Regions from separate parts of the Mus musculus genome. Here all the other regions are linked to region 5. A link is a contact called in public promoter capture Hi-C data. All regions are on one chromosome and are shown on one strand. The core of a region is the stretch at or near the end of the contact, and the rest is flanking DNA. Distances in the headings are between cores, read along the strand shown. Region 1 holds the start of Sars (seryl-aminoacyl-tRNA synthetase). Region 2 holds the start of Kcnd3os (potassium voltage-gated channel, Shal-related family, member 3, opposite strand). Region 3 holds the start of Inka2 (inka box actin regulator 2). Region 4 holds the start of Ovgp1 (oviductal glycoprotein 1). Region 5 holds the start of Lamtor5 (late endosomal/lysosomal adaptor, MAPK and MTOR activator 5).

Region 1 (2,711 bases), core at 173-2,672, 1.2 Mb before region 5:
TCCTTAACATTTATTATTATAACTTCTCTTGGCTGCTTTCCATTTTCCAGCCGTCCGATTGCTAGATACTCAGGAAAGTGTTCTTTTTAGGAGAAGACACAGGAAGGGGAGAGCAGGTTTGTGGGTTCCGTGTTAGTTAATGTTTTCTACTGTGTGAGAGCAGTAGGTTTTTGGTTTGGTTGTATGTGTGTTTGGTTTTTGAGACAGATTCTCACTACACAGCTCTGGCTGGCTTGGAGTTCGGTATTTAGAACAGGCTGGCCTTGACTTTACAGAGCTCTCTACCTCCGATGTGATATAAAAGGCACCTACTACTAAGCCTGACTAGGTTTGGGTTTTTTGGAGACATGCTGGCCCTGAACTCATGCACCCGCTGCTCCCACTCACAAGGGATGCACATGGACATGCACTACCACATCTGGCCAAGAGAGGTAATTTCAAATGAGGTCTTCTCACTTTAAGAGTAACAGGTGTGTGTAGGTTGGGCTTGGTGGCACACCCCTTTGATACCAGAGACTCCCCAGGAAGAGGCAGGCATCTCTGTCTGAAGCCAGCCTGGTCTACATAGTGAGCTCCAGGACAGCCAGGCCTATAGATTCTATCTCAACAAACAAAACAAACAAACAGACAAAAAGAATAACTTGAACGTGTTGATAGAATAGCCTGGCAATGCTCAAATTACATAAACATAGAATAGTTTCAATCGTAAATATAAGCTACAACTTCTTGCAAAGGTCTATTGGATTTGGGTGAGGGATATGTGAGAAGAGAGGTGTGCTCATCTCATGGACTGTCTTCTGACACCCAACCCTTCTTCCCCTGGTTTTCAACACAAAACTGTAGCCAAAGCTGCAGGAGACCGGGAGGGGACAAGCTCAGATTATCCTGCCTCCTAGCCTCCCTCCAGTGTCTCTGTTTATTAAGTCCATCAGGGTCTCTAACCTTGTCCTTTTATCTCAGGGGGGCTTGGCAAAGGTTTGTTGCGGGAGGAAGGGGGTAGGGCTAGTATAAAAAGAAAAATAAAGGATGAAATGGCACACATCTTTAATCCCAACATTTTGTTTGAGGCTGGCCAGGTTTACATAGTTGCTAGTCAGAGCTACACTGTGAGACCCTGTATCAAAACAAAAAGCCCCAGGGCTCGAGAATCTTGAGGGTAGGTAACTGGGTGTGTGCTCTGTAATCAAGATAGAGGAAAACTGGCATCTGCAAAGTGCATTGTCTTCCAAGTCAGCTTCGGTCCACACCGAGATACTCCCTTCAACCAGAGGAACCTGAGGCATTCACGATTTCAGTGGGGGGCGATCAGAAGGCCTTTCAGTAAGGAGTTCAGCAGAGAAACAACCCGCATAAGGCTACCACGCCCTTTTCACTTCTCACCACTCCCTCTGGACCCTGCCTAACACTGCGGCTTCCGGCGAGCTAGGCGCCGCCCCCTCCCGGGCTGCCGGGTGCCTGCGCAGTGAGACCAGGTCAGCGCGCAGGCGCAGTGCATCGTCCACCCGCCGCTTACAGTCCTCTCTTAGTGTTAACTGGTGAGGTAGAAGGATGGTGCTGGACCTGGATTTGTTTCGGGTGGATAAAGGAGGGGACCCAGCCCTCATTCGAGAGACGCAGGAGAAGCGCTTCAAGGACCCGGGGCTGGTGGACCAGCTGGTGAAAGCAGACAGTGAGTGGCGACGATGTAAGTACCAGGAGCTCGCAGTATCCCTTGAATCCCTCATGGCTTCAGAGGTCACAGCTTACAGCTTTTGTCAGATGCTCCCGCGACTGGCCGGCTCTACCGGCTTGTCCGTAGAACAAGCTGGGAACCGGGCTTGTCCCCCTCTCCCTGCAGCTCCCGCGGCCTGGGTCCCTCCCCGCGCGTGCTCTATGCTGACTGCCGCCAGTGCTTTAGGAAGGAGCTGCACGCACGCACGCGCAGGGAGAGCTGTCAGGCCCTTGCGTAGCTACAGCAAGCCAGAGCTGGAGTTTTACTTGGGGGGCGGGCTGGGAATTAATTTTCTATACATTTTGGTCATTCTCAGTGTTTTATTCGTCTTTAGCAAACCCAGCGTAGTCCTCCGGGTTTTGCAGGGATCAAAGGCTGCTCTCTCAGACTGAGTGACTTCTGCAGCACCCTAGGATTACTCCACCCCAGTCGAACCATCTGGGGACTTTGGAGGCTACTCTTGACTAAATGCAGTGACCCTGAAATTTGGGGTGGCCACTTCTCCAACCCTGAAGGCATACCTTTAAGAATCAGGCTTTTCCGTGCTAGATCAGATAGGACGGAGGGGTGCTGTAAGGCAAGAAAAAGCTTGTAATTACTGAGGATGGTTGTGATTTGTGGTAGTTTTCTGGAAAAGACGTTGGCAGCGTAGAAGTGACCCATCGTCATTCAGGAAATTAAAAGAAGCTCTAGAATCCTCTGCCTCCCAAGTGATCACCTGGCAGACCGGATGTTGTCAGTGGCATGTGACTCGGGTAGTCTGATGCAATAGGTCTGCAACCAGCTGAGAACCTGGTTTATAAGAGCACTGCTAAGGCAATCCCACGATCCAAGAGTGTCTCCCTCCTACTCCCACCCTCCAAAATAAACAGGATTTCTTTCTCTCTGTAGCCCTGGCTATCCTGGAACTTGCTCTGTAGACCAGGCTGGCCTTGAACTCAGAGATCCACTTGCCTCTGCTTCGAGAGTGATCAAGGGTGTGTGCCACCATACCCATAGG
Region 2 (2,700 bases), core at 180-2,679, 1.8 Mb after region 5:
TTGTGGCAAAAGAGTTTGACAGTAGGAAAGATTTGGCTGTGGGGTGAGGTAGGGATGCAGGAGGGAGAGAGATTAAAACCAGGTAAATGCAGAAATGACAAACATGAAAAAATCCTGAAAAAGAAAAAGAGAACACTTTCTCCTGCTGTAAAAAGTCAGCTGCCTGCTAAGCAACGTCTATTTTAGAAGCAGAGGGTCAAAAAAAAAAAAAAAAAAAAAGGCAGACCTCCTGTCCTGGGGGGTTGACACTTCCATTTCACCTGAACAGACACAAAGCAGAAAAACAAACAAAAAAAAAAAAGTCACATCACCAAGATCTGCCCTTCAATGACCTCGGAGGAGAGTCCTCAGAAATCAGAGCTGGTCTGGGGAACTGTTTCACGCCCCCAGGGAGTCTGTCCCGTGTCTGCGGGATTTTGTTGGGTATGAAATGAGCATGGGGGCCATGCTGGAGATCCCGTGGGGCACAGGCCTGGGACCTGCAGATCCTCTTCTTTACAGTGCCTCTCCTAGCTCCTAGGATGGCCAGTGCAGTTTCCCCAAACTCTTTCTCCAGCCTCCTCAACGGCAAAAGGAAGCCGCTGTTAATCGTTCTTCCTCTGGAGGTCCCTTGTGTACTTACGTCTTATAGCATTCAAGACGCAACATGGAAAAAAAATAAACACATCAGCTCCTTTCAGTGGGCCGGTATGTGTCCACATGGGGAAATGTACACACGCTTTGCATTGAATGAATGCCCAGAATCCCCCTTCCCCCCGCTTTCCGAGATTAAACCTTCAGGTTCCCTGGAAGTAACAGTAAATAAGGCATCGATTCAAGCATCACCTACATTCATGCATGACCACCCTGTAAAACCTGATTACTGATTGCATTGTGCCGCCTATCACCCCGTGAAAGTTCAGAGGCTCCGTCAAATACACGGAGACTTTCTTTGCCTTGATTTCAGGTCTGGAACCTCTCAGCCTGTTGCTGACTTATCAAGGCTGCCCGGGATAAAAGGAGAACAACGTGGGCTGAATTAAATGCCAGCACTAAGAAAGCACAGGAATCTAGTTGATTTCCAGGTAACTTCTCTGCCCATCCCTAGTGTAAACACTCTGTTAAAACAAATTTGAACCCCCTTCCCTATGGTCTCTCGGGACACTTATGGGACCTTTCCCGGGAAAGAAAAGATGTGCCAGGCAGGACGAGCTGGACCAGCCTCATCCTCTAACAGGCAAACACAGGCTCGCCTGGCTGGAGAACTTTGCAAAGCGCCCCAAACGGCTCCCAGCTTCCACTCTCAGCCATTTCTCTTCTCAGCTCACAAAGAGCGGGGACGGAGCAAACCGTCGCCACCTGCAGCCAGGTCCCGGGGCGCTGCTCCTGGCGCCCGGCGAGGGAAGGCAGGCCAATGGCAAGAGGGCAGAGGTTCACACCCCCACCCCCAAACCTCTCGGCGCCCCAGTGCCCGGAGGTGGCTCTGCAGCCCAGGGAACCGACGCCCCCAGGCCGGCTGCTTGCTCCCCCACGGCCCGGCCCCACCCCCAATCCTTCCGGCGCCCCAGCGCCCACCCACCCGGGCGCGGGAGTGGGAGGGTGCCGCGTGGGCAGCGGGAGCAACAGGCGTGGGAGCAGCGCTCCTCGCACTTGCTGTCTCTGGGAGGCTCGGTCGTTTCCCTCTTACCTTCGCCGAAGCCAGCCCCAGGCCCCGCGCCCCGCGCGCGCGAGGAAGCTGAGGCCAGGGGCCGCCGAGGCGCAGAGCGCCCAGCAGCGCGGGGAAGCGCCCAGCAGCCGCCGCTCGGGCGGCTCCTCCTCGCCGGCGAAGTCTCGCTCGTCCCTCCTTCACTCGGTCGGTTCGTGCGTCGGTCCGTCCGTGGGGCCGTTCCTCCCCCGCTGCCGCCGCCGCCGCCGCCGCCACCGCCACCGCCGCTCCAGCCCGGGCTTGGCAGCGTGTCCCCTCCCCGCCTAGCCGCTCCGCTCTCGGGCTCGTGAGCTCCGGTTCGCTCGTTCCCTGCCCCCGCCGCCGCTGATGCCGGGCAGAGCGGAGCCGGGCCGGCCACGGGCTGCCTCTCCCGAGGAGGCGGTGGGGGCGCGGCGCGGGCGGGGCGGAGAGGAGAGTCCGGGGGAGGCGGCGAGGCTGCGCCCTCCGCTCCCCACCGATCCCCACGGGCCGAGCGGCCCCAGGCCGGGCCCGAGAGAGCAGAGCGGCCAGGCTGCGGAGGGAGCGAGGAGGAGGACCCGGGAGCCTAGCCGCCGGAGGGTGCCCAGGGCGAGGGCGTGCGAGGGGGAGTGACTCTGCGCGAGGGTGTGTGTGTGTGTGTGTGTGTGTGTGTGTGTGTGTGTAGGGCGCGCGCGTGAGTGGGGGGGCTGCAGCGGGGGGGGGGAGGCGGGGAGACTAGGCAGAGCCTGGTGCGTCTCCCCAGGAGAGTGGAGGAATCCTAGGGTGTGCCTGGAGGTGGTAGTGGAGTGTGCGGACGCGAGTGTGAGCGCGTGTGCCGGCGAGGGTGGGCATGGGGCGAGCGTGGCAAGGTGAGCTTGGCTTGGGGGTGGGGGAGGAGCCGGGCGTGCGGCGTGATCGTGAGTTCGGGGGCGTGTGTGGCTGGGGACTTAGGAAGAGGTGGTAGGGAGCGCTGGCGTGTATGCGCGTGGGGTGTGTACACTTAACTGGCTGTCTGTTTCCCATTCACTGTCCACGCGGTAGAGCAACTAACTCCTCTC
Region 3 (2,700 bases), core at 58-2,557, 1.6 Mb after region 5:
AGGAGCTAAGTGAGCCAGGAGGGCCTACTGCCATGGGAGATAAAAATGAAGGAGACATTGAGAGGTGGAGTGGGAGGTAGAAGCTAAGGCAGTCTAGATGGAGAAGGGACGGGCGGAGCTGAGAAAAGACGCACATTACCTACCTATCTGTCTGAATCCTGGTGGTAAAGGAAAACCAGAAGGGAGGGAGAAAGGGAGGGAAGGAGGGGAAGGAGGAGGGAGAGGGGAAAGAGGAGAGAGAAGAGAGACAAGAGGAGAGAGAGGCAAGAGAAAGAAATCAGAATTCACCTGGCTTCCCTAACACAGCCTTAACAGTCACTTATCCCTCTTCAGTGATTCATCCCCCCACTCCAGGGTAGCATACTCACCCTCAGCACCCCGAGGCCCCGCACACTCCCAGCGCACTCCCCAAGCCCAGACCTGACATCTGGCCGAGCCTCCACAACTCCCGCTCCGCGATCTGCCAGGCGGCACCCCTCCTCCCCCGTCATTACAGCTGCCACCCCCCTCCCTGCTGGCAGACAAGCCCGGGCAGACAGCCGGCCAAGCCTGCCCCCGCAGCCGCGCCAGCTCTGCCAAGCCCAGCAGAGCTGGGGGCCCCGGGCGGTGCCAGCTCCCCACGAGCGAGCGAGCAGTCCAGCCTGACCTCCTGCACAGGGCAGGGACCTGTCTGCGCGCTTCAGGAGCCCGGCACCCGACCACTGGCGCCCGATGCCTGTGCCTGTCATTCCTGCGACTCTGGACACTTGAGCCTTACTCCGTCCGTGTGCCTGTCCCCTCTGGGTGTGTCCTCCTTTCTCTTCAGTTGTTCTGTCACATTCAACTTATCTGGGTGCTCTGACTCCCTGTTACTTGTCCATATCTCATCAGAAATCTTTGCCAAAGTTTGTTACCTCTGAGCAACGTCCCTAGCCTCTACCTACCAGTTGGCATCCTCTCTCCTCTCCTCTCCTCTCCTCCCCTCTCCTCTCCGCTTCCGCCCGGTGCACGGAGCGCGGGGGGGGGGGGGGGGGGCAAGTCAGGTACCTAGGTCTGGGTGGAGCAGTCCTCCCTGTCCCCAGGCTCCTGCTCCGATCTTACCAGCTCCTGTTTGAGGCGACGCAGATAGCAGTCCATGTCCTTGCTCTCCTTTGTCATTCGCCCATTTGCTGGGCTCGGGCTCACGAGAAAGTAGGGTTCTCAGTGCGCTCCGCGCCCTTATCCGCGCTGAGCCGAGCCTCAGCTCCAGCGTGGGGACTTAGAGCGGCGTTCCCCGCTGCTGCCGCTCAATGCCCGGGATAGGGGCGGAGGAAAAGTGCAGCAGCCAATGAGAACTCAGAAGGGGTATCTTCGGCCAATGGGAAGAGCGGTCGGGGAGGGGGGGTGCTCGGGCCTGGCGACCCGAGAAAGTCTGTCACCGGCCTTGCAGACAGCAGCAACTACTGGGAGACTCGCAGAGGTCTTGATTAGGTTCTGGGTTCTGTGGGGCATGGAACTGGCAAAGCCCCCAGTCAAGTGCATTCATTGTCTATTATAAAGGAAGAACGCAGTTTTAGGATTGAGGACTAGGACTAGGCAGGAGGGTCACAGTGTTGAATCTTAACTCCTTTCAGAGAAGAAAACGCTCTCCTTTGCCTTCCCCTTAAATCCCTCAGAAGCCTTTTCTTTCTAAAGAGGGTCCTGGAAGTTCACGGCTCCATTTCATCTCCTCCGGGCCCACTCCTCTCTAGCGCTAGCGGAAGGAAGCGGCTTCCGCTAGGTCTCAGCTGGTGTGGCAGTCTATTGTGTTCAAGGTAGACCTGGTGATACTGAGTAAGAGAGACAAGGTCTCAGCCTTGCATAACTTTTATCGTGGAGGAGAAGGAACTATGAGACAAACAAGTAAATATGAGGATAGTCACTTCAGAGAGCGAATTTTAATGGAAGATTTAAAGATGGGGTGTTGGGAGCTGTTTCAATAGAGTTGGCAGGGAGTGGAGAAACAGGCCTTTCCCTTCCTAGAACTCCCTAATGCTGGCCTTCTTGAATAGGGGAGAAGAGGACTTGAGGACGCTCTGAGGATAGTTGACAGGCATTTCCCTGGTACCCATGCAGTAACTCCTAGGGGTGTAAGGGGTGGAGTTGGGGCACAGCGAAAGGGGTGCTTCTGCAGGCCAGTCCAACTCGATACTTCTAAAGCCGGCCTCCTGGCCACTTGCCTGACTTAAGTTACCCTCGGTGAGCAAACACCTCACCATTCGGCCTGCCAGAGTAATTAGTAACAATTTGCTTTGCTTTGTTTCAAGAAAATTAATAGGGGAAAGTTTGCCCCTGGCAAGATTTTGGTGGTCTGTGTGAGACAGAACCAAAAGGATGCAAGAGAAGCCGCGAAGGGAGAAAGCAGACACTGTGGACATTCATTTGATGCCAGCCAAGATCACTTCTTCAAAAACATTTAGGGGGTAGGTGAAGAACTTGGTGACTGTGACTATGCTCCTGGCCTATCTTCTCACTCCTCTTCAGAGTGATGTGCCAGTCAGAAAGTTAGGCTGGACGGTGTTGGTGCTGTTGAATCAGTTCAAGAAAGTAGTGGGTCAGAGCAGCATCCTCCACCATGACCCTCCTAGGAAACAGAGGTGGGTTCCCCACCCTGAAGCCCCACCCCTTTTACACAGTTATATCTTCACCCTGCAGAACAGCAGCCGGTTGTAAGGAGCTCTCGGTAAACATTTGCAGATCTGT
Region 4 (2,700 bases), core at 191-2,690, 1.3 Mb after region 5:
GAAGAGGCAACACTACCAAGTCATCAAGGCAAGGAGGAGCTCAGGTCAATGGAGAGCTCTTATGTCAGAGGTACTCAGATCCCCATTTGAGGGAAAATTGAATTAGAAAAACCAGGAAATTTTAAGAGTAATAAGAGTTGTGGGCATAATCTCCTTCAAGCTATAAAATCTGAGAACTCAAGTACACATCTAACATACCTTTCCTTGAGTTTGTTGAACTCTGGATAGAGAACGTTTTCATCCTGCAGATTCTTGGCCACAATCTGATTGTTGCTCATTGAGGCAAAGGCAAATATCAGATGCGTACAAAGAAAGGGGTCCAGGTCATGGGGCATGATGGAGGCAGGGCCTGGCCGACTATGTGCCCAATTGGTGAAATAGCACACCAGTTTGTAGGCAGTACCTGGCAAGAAGAGCAAGTATTAATCAGCAGAGATCATGGGGCAAGAAGGGAACTCAGATTCTTGACAGTAGAGTGAGTCAACAAGCCTAATCAGAGACCAGGCCACTGTAACAGCCTCCATATCCCCCGTAAACATACACCAAAGCTGCTTATGCATGCCCCCAGACATCCTGACCTTTTGCTGAGGCTCCAGAGAAGAAAGAATGCCTCATGAGAGTAGATCCTGGCACATAAGGATACATACAAACAGCAAATAACCAGAGTCCTGTGTTGGATTGTATTGGATTAATAACCTCTGGCCAAGGAGCCATGACAGGCAGAGGTTCAGGAGACGCTGAATAGAGATTTCCTAGCCAGAGAATCTCCCTGGCTCTGGAGGAGAAGTGGTTTCCTCACCATCACTGTGTTTCATCAGAAGAACCAGCCCTGCAGGAAATGAAGAAATTCATATACACACATGCAGAGTGCACACTCCACACACCCTCCAGTTAGCAAGTGCCCTCTCCAGCTCAGCACCATGTACACATGTAGACACACAAATAGAGACATGCATCAGTCACTGGTTTCCTCTCCTCCAAAGCTAACAGAGTGGAACTAGTCTAAGCTCCTTTTCTAAAGCACATCGCATGCTACATGTACCTGCTTTGCATAGGGACAATGATGGTTAGAAGTGTGTGCTAAAGCTCTCGGCCAGTGATTCTCAATTCTGGCTACAAATTCAAAAGTACGTACACACACGCGCACGTGCGCACATACACATCATAGCCCTCTCATCAGAAATTTCAAATTAACTGGTCCAAGATGAAGCCCAAGCATGAAAACCACCAGGTTGGAGAACTACTGCCCAGCCCCTTCCTCCACAGGTGCCTTTCTTTTCTTTTCTACCCCACATTCACATAATCCAGCTCCCTAAGCCCCAGGTTTCTCTGCTAGGCACTAGAGACAAGACAAACTGCTATCTCCTGGACTATGTCATTGCTAGGCTCTGTCACACTCACCAGCCAGCAGCAGCAGCCTCCCCATCTCAACTGCCTGGTAGCTCTGGTGATGAAGCTCAAGACTCTTTAATAGGAGTTGGCTCACCTGCAGCATGGAGTCAGCTACACGTAAGCACCACGCCAGAAACAATGATTCAAGAGTCACAATGACCGCTGACAACTTGAACTCTCTCTCCAGAACAGCTGTAGTTCTCAGAGCCAACAAATCAATATCCCTGACCTGACACTAGCAGGGAGTGAGTATTCACCACAGGCTATAACAAAAACAAATGCAGTAGCCCTGAGACTTGTCTGGCAATCAGTCCCATTTCCTGGTATCCAGCTCTGCAGTTGAGATGGAGGAGACCTAGGACATGATGAAGTCTATACAAGATTATCAGGAAAACTGTATCAGAAAGTTTCAAAGCTTTGGCTTTGGACTAAGGCTTTTGGCTATTTAGGAAGTTTTATAGTTTTGGATGAGTTACTGAGCCCCAAAGTTTCCACACATAAAAGAAAGCCTGTTTCCCACATATAGTTTGTTCTTACTTCGAAGGAATTTATGAAAACTAAAGAGATGTGAAGACTATGGTTTGCATAAAATATAAGTTTAATTACTTACAGATGTCATTAGCAAGTTGCTCAAAAGAGCAGGATGCTCAAAAGCAAATACTGACACTTCTGAACAGGTGAAGTAAACACACTAAAACAGCATTTTATATGTTTTCTACATGACAGAGTTCAGACCCAGTGTCTACTGGGCGAACATATGAGCCAACTATGAGGTGACCTGAGCCTCAGGTATATGAATACCCAAGAACCAATTTTAAAGAAACTCTACAATCATGAAAAGTTTTTGTTTTTTTAAAGCATAAATCAGGTATCTTTGATTCATTGGTTTTCTTTCTCTGTTCCAGATGGCCTCAGACTGTGTAGCCTCTCTAAGACAGATGCTGCTGTACATGGAGCATCTATAATAGGGGGTACTAAGCAGATCTCAGGGCAATGGAGGAGAAAGGAAAACAGTGCCCAGTGGTCAAATCTGTTGAACATTTGTCCTTCATTTGTGGGATGAAATAAGCAAGAAACCTCATAATTTTTAAACCAGTAGTTTATTTGGGTACCAAAGAACAAAGACAAAATATGTAGAACATGGGTGTGTGAGTGTGGGCTTTATTATCGAACAGACCCTAGAGCCCCTTCCTGCACGTACCATCCCTGGGGCCCCATTCGTCCTATCTGTTTCGTGTACCATCCATTCCCACATCCCACTTTTGACCTAAATCAGCAAGTACCCCCAAGGCCAACATAAGTCAGGAT
Region 5 (2,700 bases), core at 104-2,603:
ACTGTGCCTGCACAGGGAATGCATTCAGTAAAGATGTCCTTATCTAAAGCCCTTTTCTAGACCACTTAAAATTTATTCAAAACCATTTTAGTAGGAACAGTTGTAGAACTGGGAGGAACATTTCTGCCTTTAAAATGCAACTGAAAGGCTTCAACCATCTACTCTTACTTGGAGATAGTCTCTATGCCCTAAAGGTAACAGGAATAAAAGCTAGAAAATAGTAGCAGTGTAAGTTAAGGCTCTCAGAACTTCAAAGGGAGGCTGGTAGGAGACACTTACAGCCCAGATTAAGTCCTTGTGAATCTGTGCATAGGACTCCAACAATGGATGGATTCTTCATTCTAATTTTGGGAGCACAAGAAAGATGAACCAGATGATGTGAAGAAAATATTTCAAATTACTGTAGTAAAACAGATTTTCTATGCACCGAGTATTAAGCACTTCAAATCAGCCCTTAAATTTTTTCGCCCCCTTTCAGAGGACAAACTGTGAGTTGTTTAAATAAACAAAACAAAACCCAAACCATTTTCTCAGGCACCTCTGCTTCACAAAGACACAAACAAGGCAGTTATCTTTAGGGCTCTGTCCTTGGTATAGAAGCATGCTCTAGGACTGCAACTCCTGAAGACAACTGTTAAATCTCAGTAACGGGAATTGCTCCTGGAGGGGATTAAGAAGCTCAAGGAGGAGGTGTCTTCTTGTAAGCCACTTTACACCTCCCAATTTTAAATTTTACAGAGATAGCTGAAAAACTTTACGGATATATTTACTTCACAAGCGCTGAGCAACTGACGGGCCACAAACGCGGGAAGATGTGCGTGAAAGTGCTTTGGCACTGCGGGGGCTCGATTTAGCACACCCGGGGCATCCTTCCCCAAACTTAATCCGTTTCCCAAACTTCTCAAGAGCTACTCGATTCTGCGAACACGCCTAACGAAACTTTACTACCCAGTAACGAGCGGCCCGGCCGTAGGCAGAAGTCACCCGCTCGCCGCCCCGAGTGCCCCAAACGCTTCCGCAGACACTCGCGGTCCATGCCGCTGTCCCATTCCAGCTCCCCTGTCCGGAGCCCAGGACCGGCCGCACGCACTACTCACGTGTCCTCCAAATGCTGCTCCAAAGTCGCCTCCATCCCGCAGGCTGTCCGCCCCAGGCCAGGACCCCGCAGCAAAACACTTCCTCCTTCACCGCAAACCTCGATCACGTGACTTGACCGAGGCGGGCGCCTGGACGGCGTCTCCAGAGGGACGAAATTCAGCGCGGCGCCGCGTCCGCGCTCTTTACGAAAAGGCATAGCTACTACCACAGGACCAGTGATGGCTGGCTTTCGATTGGGGGTGCTGGGCCTTCAAAGCAATCTGTAGTCGGGCCTCAGGGCCTTTTCCTGACCTAGCACTTGGACTTAGTGATTTTTAACCTTTGGATTTGGTTCAAGCAATTTCCAGTCCTAACCAGACGTAGACCTGGTTTAAATTTTAAAGTAACCAGCAGGTCTGGCATGGTCTCATCTATGCAATAGGCCAATCGCTAAGAAGACAGTGCTCAGTTTCTGACCCTAGGTCAAGAGGCTGAGGTGTATACTTTACCTATCAAAGCAGAACTGGCCTCCAGGTTCTGCATCCCTCAGTTCCCACCTGGCATACCTTGCCCCCAACCCTGAACTTTCCAGCCCAGGGGCTGGGCTGCCCTTCCCTTTCTATAGGGCTCCTTTCTATAGAATCCAGACATTTTGGTCTCCTTCTCCTTTTCTCTCTCTGCACACATTCCCCCTTCTCTCTTTCTTCCTTCCTTTCCCAGGAAACTTCGCTGGCCTTGGTCCTTGGGGCCAGTGAACTCACCCACCGGCTGGCAGCTTCCCAATAAACCTGCCTTTAACATCATCTACTCTGGTTTAAATTGATTCATTTCACCAACATCGGAGGAGAAGTAACCTATCACACAGGGCCGATGGGGAGGGGTGCACACACGGGACTAAAGGAAGAGATGGCACACGTTGAAACCCCAAACTGCGTGCTGGGAAAGTGTCAGAATCTTAACATTGGTACCTTCTTTGTTCTCGTAGGTTGGCCTCGAATTCTCCCACCTTTGTCCTGTGATTTACTGCCATGTGCCATATTTAATTTGCATTGATACTTCTAATAGCTAGGTCATGGGAAGTTTTAGGGGGAAGAAATTAGGTTTAAGTTTTAGGTGTTAGTGAAGACCGTGTATTATTACTTTAAAATAACTGAGCTTTAAAATTTTTATTCCCTTTTCTGTTTTAGAGACAGTATCTCATATACCCCTCATTGCCCTCAAATTTGCAGTGTGTCCGAGGCTGGCCTTGAAGTATTGATCTCTCTGCTTTTACTTCCCAAGTGCTGGGATTACACCAACATGCCTGGGTTTAAAAACTTTAGAATAAACTAACCACTCATAGTCCTACTGTGAAGAGATGATAGTTTGATAAGGATATTTTGGAGACTATCTTTTCCATATGGCTATCTTTGCAAATGTATTATTTGAATTTTTTTTGTTTTTTGTTTTTTGTTTTTTTTTTTTTTTTGTTTTTCGAGACAGGGTTTCTCTGTGTAGCCCTGGCTGTCCTGGAACTCACTCTGTAGAGAAATGTTTTTTAAAAGCAAAATCAATATACATACTATATATACAATTCTGAATTATGTAGCAGGGATTCTTCACAGAATTTATTATAAATACCTT

What was found. Promoter capture Hi-C pulls out the DNA fragments that hold promoters and counts their contacts.
Region 1: a contact with region 5 is called in a promoter capture Hi-C map of pre-B cells, with 4 times the contacts expected there. The contact joins the promoter of Sars here to the promoter of Lamtor5 in region 5.
Region 2: a promoter capture Hi-C map of stem cell-derived epiblast-like cells shows a contact between it and region 5, with 3 times the contacts expected there. The contact joins the promoter of Kcnd3os here to the promoter of Lamtor5 in region 5.
Region 3: a contact with region 5 is called in a promoter capture Hi-C map of pre-B cells, with 6 times the contacts expected there. The contact joins the promoter of Inka2 here to the promoter of Lamtor5 in region 5. A contact is called at or near these places in 6 of 39 promoter capture datasets (the 3T3-L1 cell line, cranial neural crest, hematopoietic stem and progenitor cells and 3 more) and 1 of 9 other capture datasets (adipose tissue).
Region 4: a promoter capture Hi-C map of embryonic stem cells shows a contact between it and region 5, with 3 times the contacts expected there. The contact joins the promoter of Ovgp1 here to the promoter of Lamtor5 in region 5. A contact is called at or near these places in 6 of 39 promoter capture datasets (cranial neural crest, embryonic stem cells, hippocampal neurons and 2 more), 1 of 115 datasets of contacts at active chromatin or transcription factors (embryonic forebrain) and 2 of 9 other capture datasets (adipose tissue and liver).

The regions. Positions count from the first base shown.
Region 1 is chr3:108,443,970-108,446,680 of GRCm38.p6, reverse strand. It overlaps Sars (seryl-aminoacyl-tRNA synthetase), which reads left to right and starts at 1,422. Exons shown (of 11, transcript NM_001204979.1): 1 at 1,422-1,684. The coding sequence starts at 1,549.
Region 2 is chr3:105,451,684-105,454,383 of GRCm38.p6, reverse strand. It overlaps Kcnd3os (potassium voltage-gated channel, Shal-related family, member 3, opposite strand), which reads left to right and starts at 1,429. Exons shown (of 4, transcript NR_040759.1): 1 at 1,429-1,831. Kcnd3 (potassium voltage-gated channel, Shal-related family, member 3) reads right to left here and starts at 2,494. Exons shown (of 8, transcript NM_019931.2): 1 at 1,667-2,494.
Region 3 is chr3:105,703,206-105,705,905 of GRCm38.p6, reverse strand. It overlaps Inka2 (inka box actin regulator 2), which reads right to left and starts at 1,307. Exons shown (of 2, transcript NM_175398.4): 1 at 1,081-1,307. The coding sequence starts at 1,137.
Region 4 is chr3:105,972,542-105,975,241 of GRCm38.p6, reverse strand. It overlaps Ovgp1 (oviductal glycoprotein 1), which reads right to left and starts at 1,440. Exons shown (of 11, transcript NM_007696.2): 1 at 1,402-1,440; 2 at 800-829; 3 at 199-403. The coding sequence starts at 1,426.
Region 5 is chr3:107,277,511-107,280,210 of GRCm38.p6, reverse strand. Lamtor5 (late endosomal/lysosomal adaptor, MAPK and MTOR activator 5) reads right to left here and starts at 1,353. Exons shown (of 4, transcript NM_026774.2): 1 at 1,098-1,353; 2 at 280-341. The coding sequence starts at 1,294.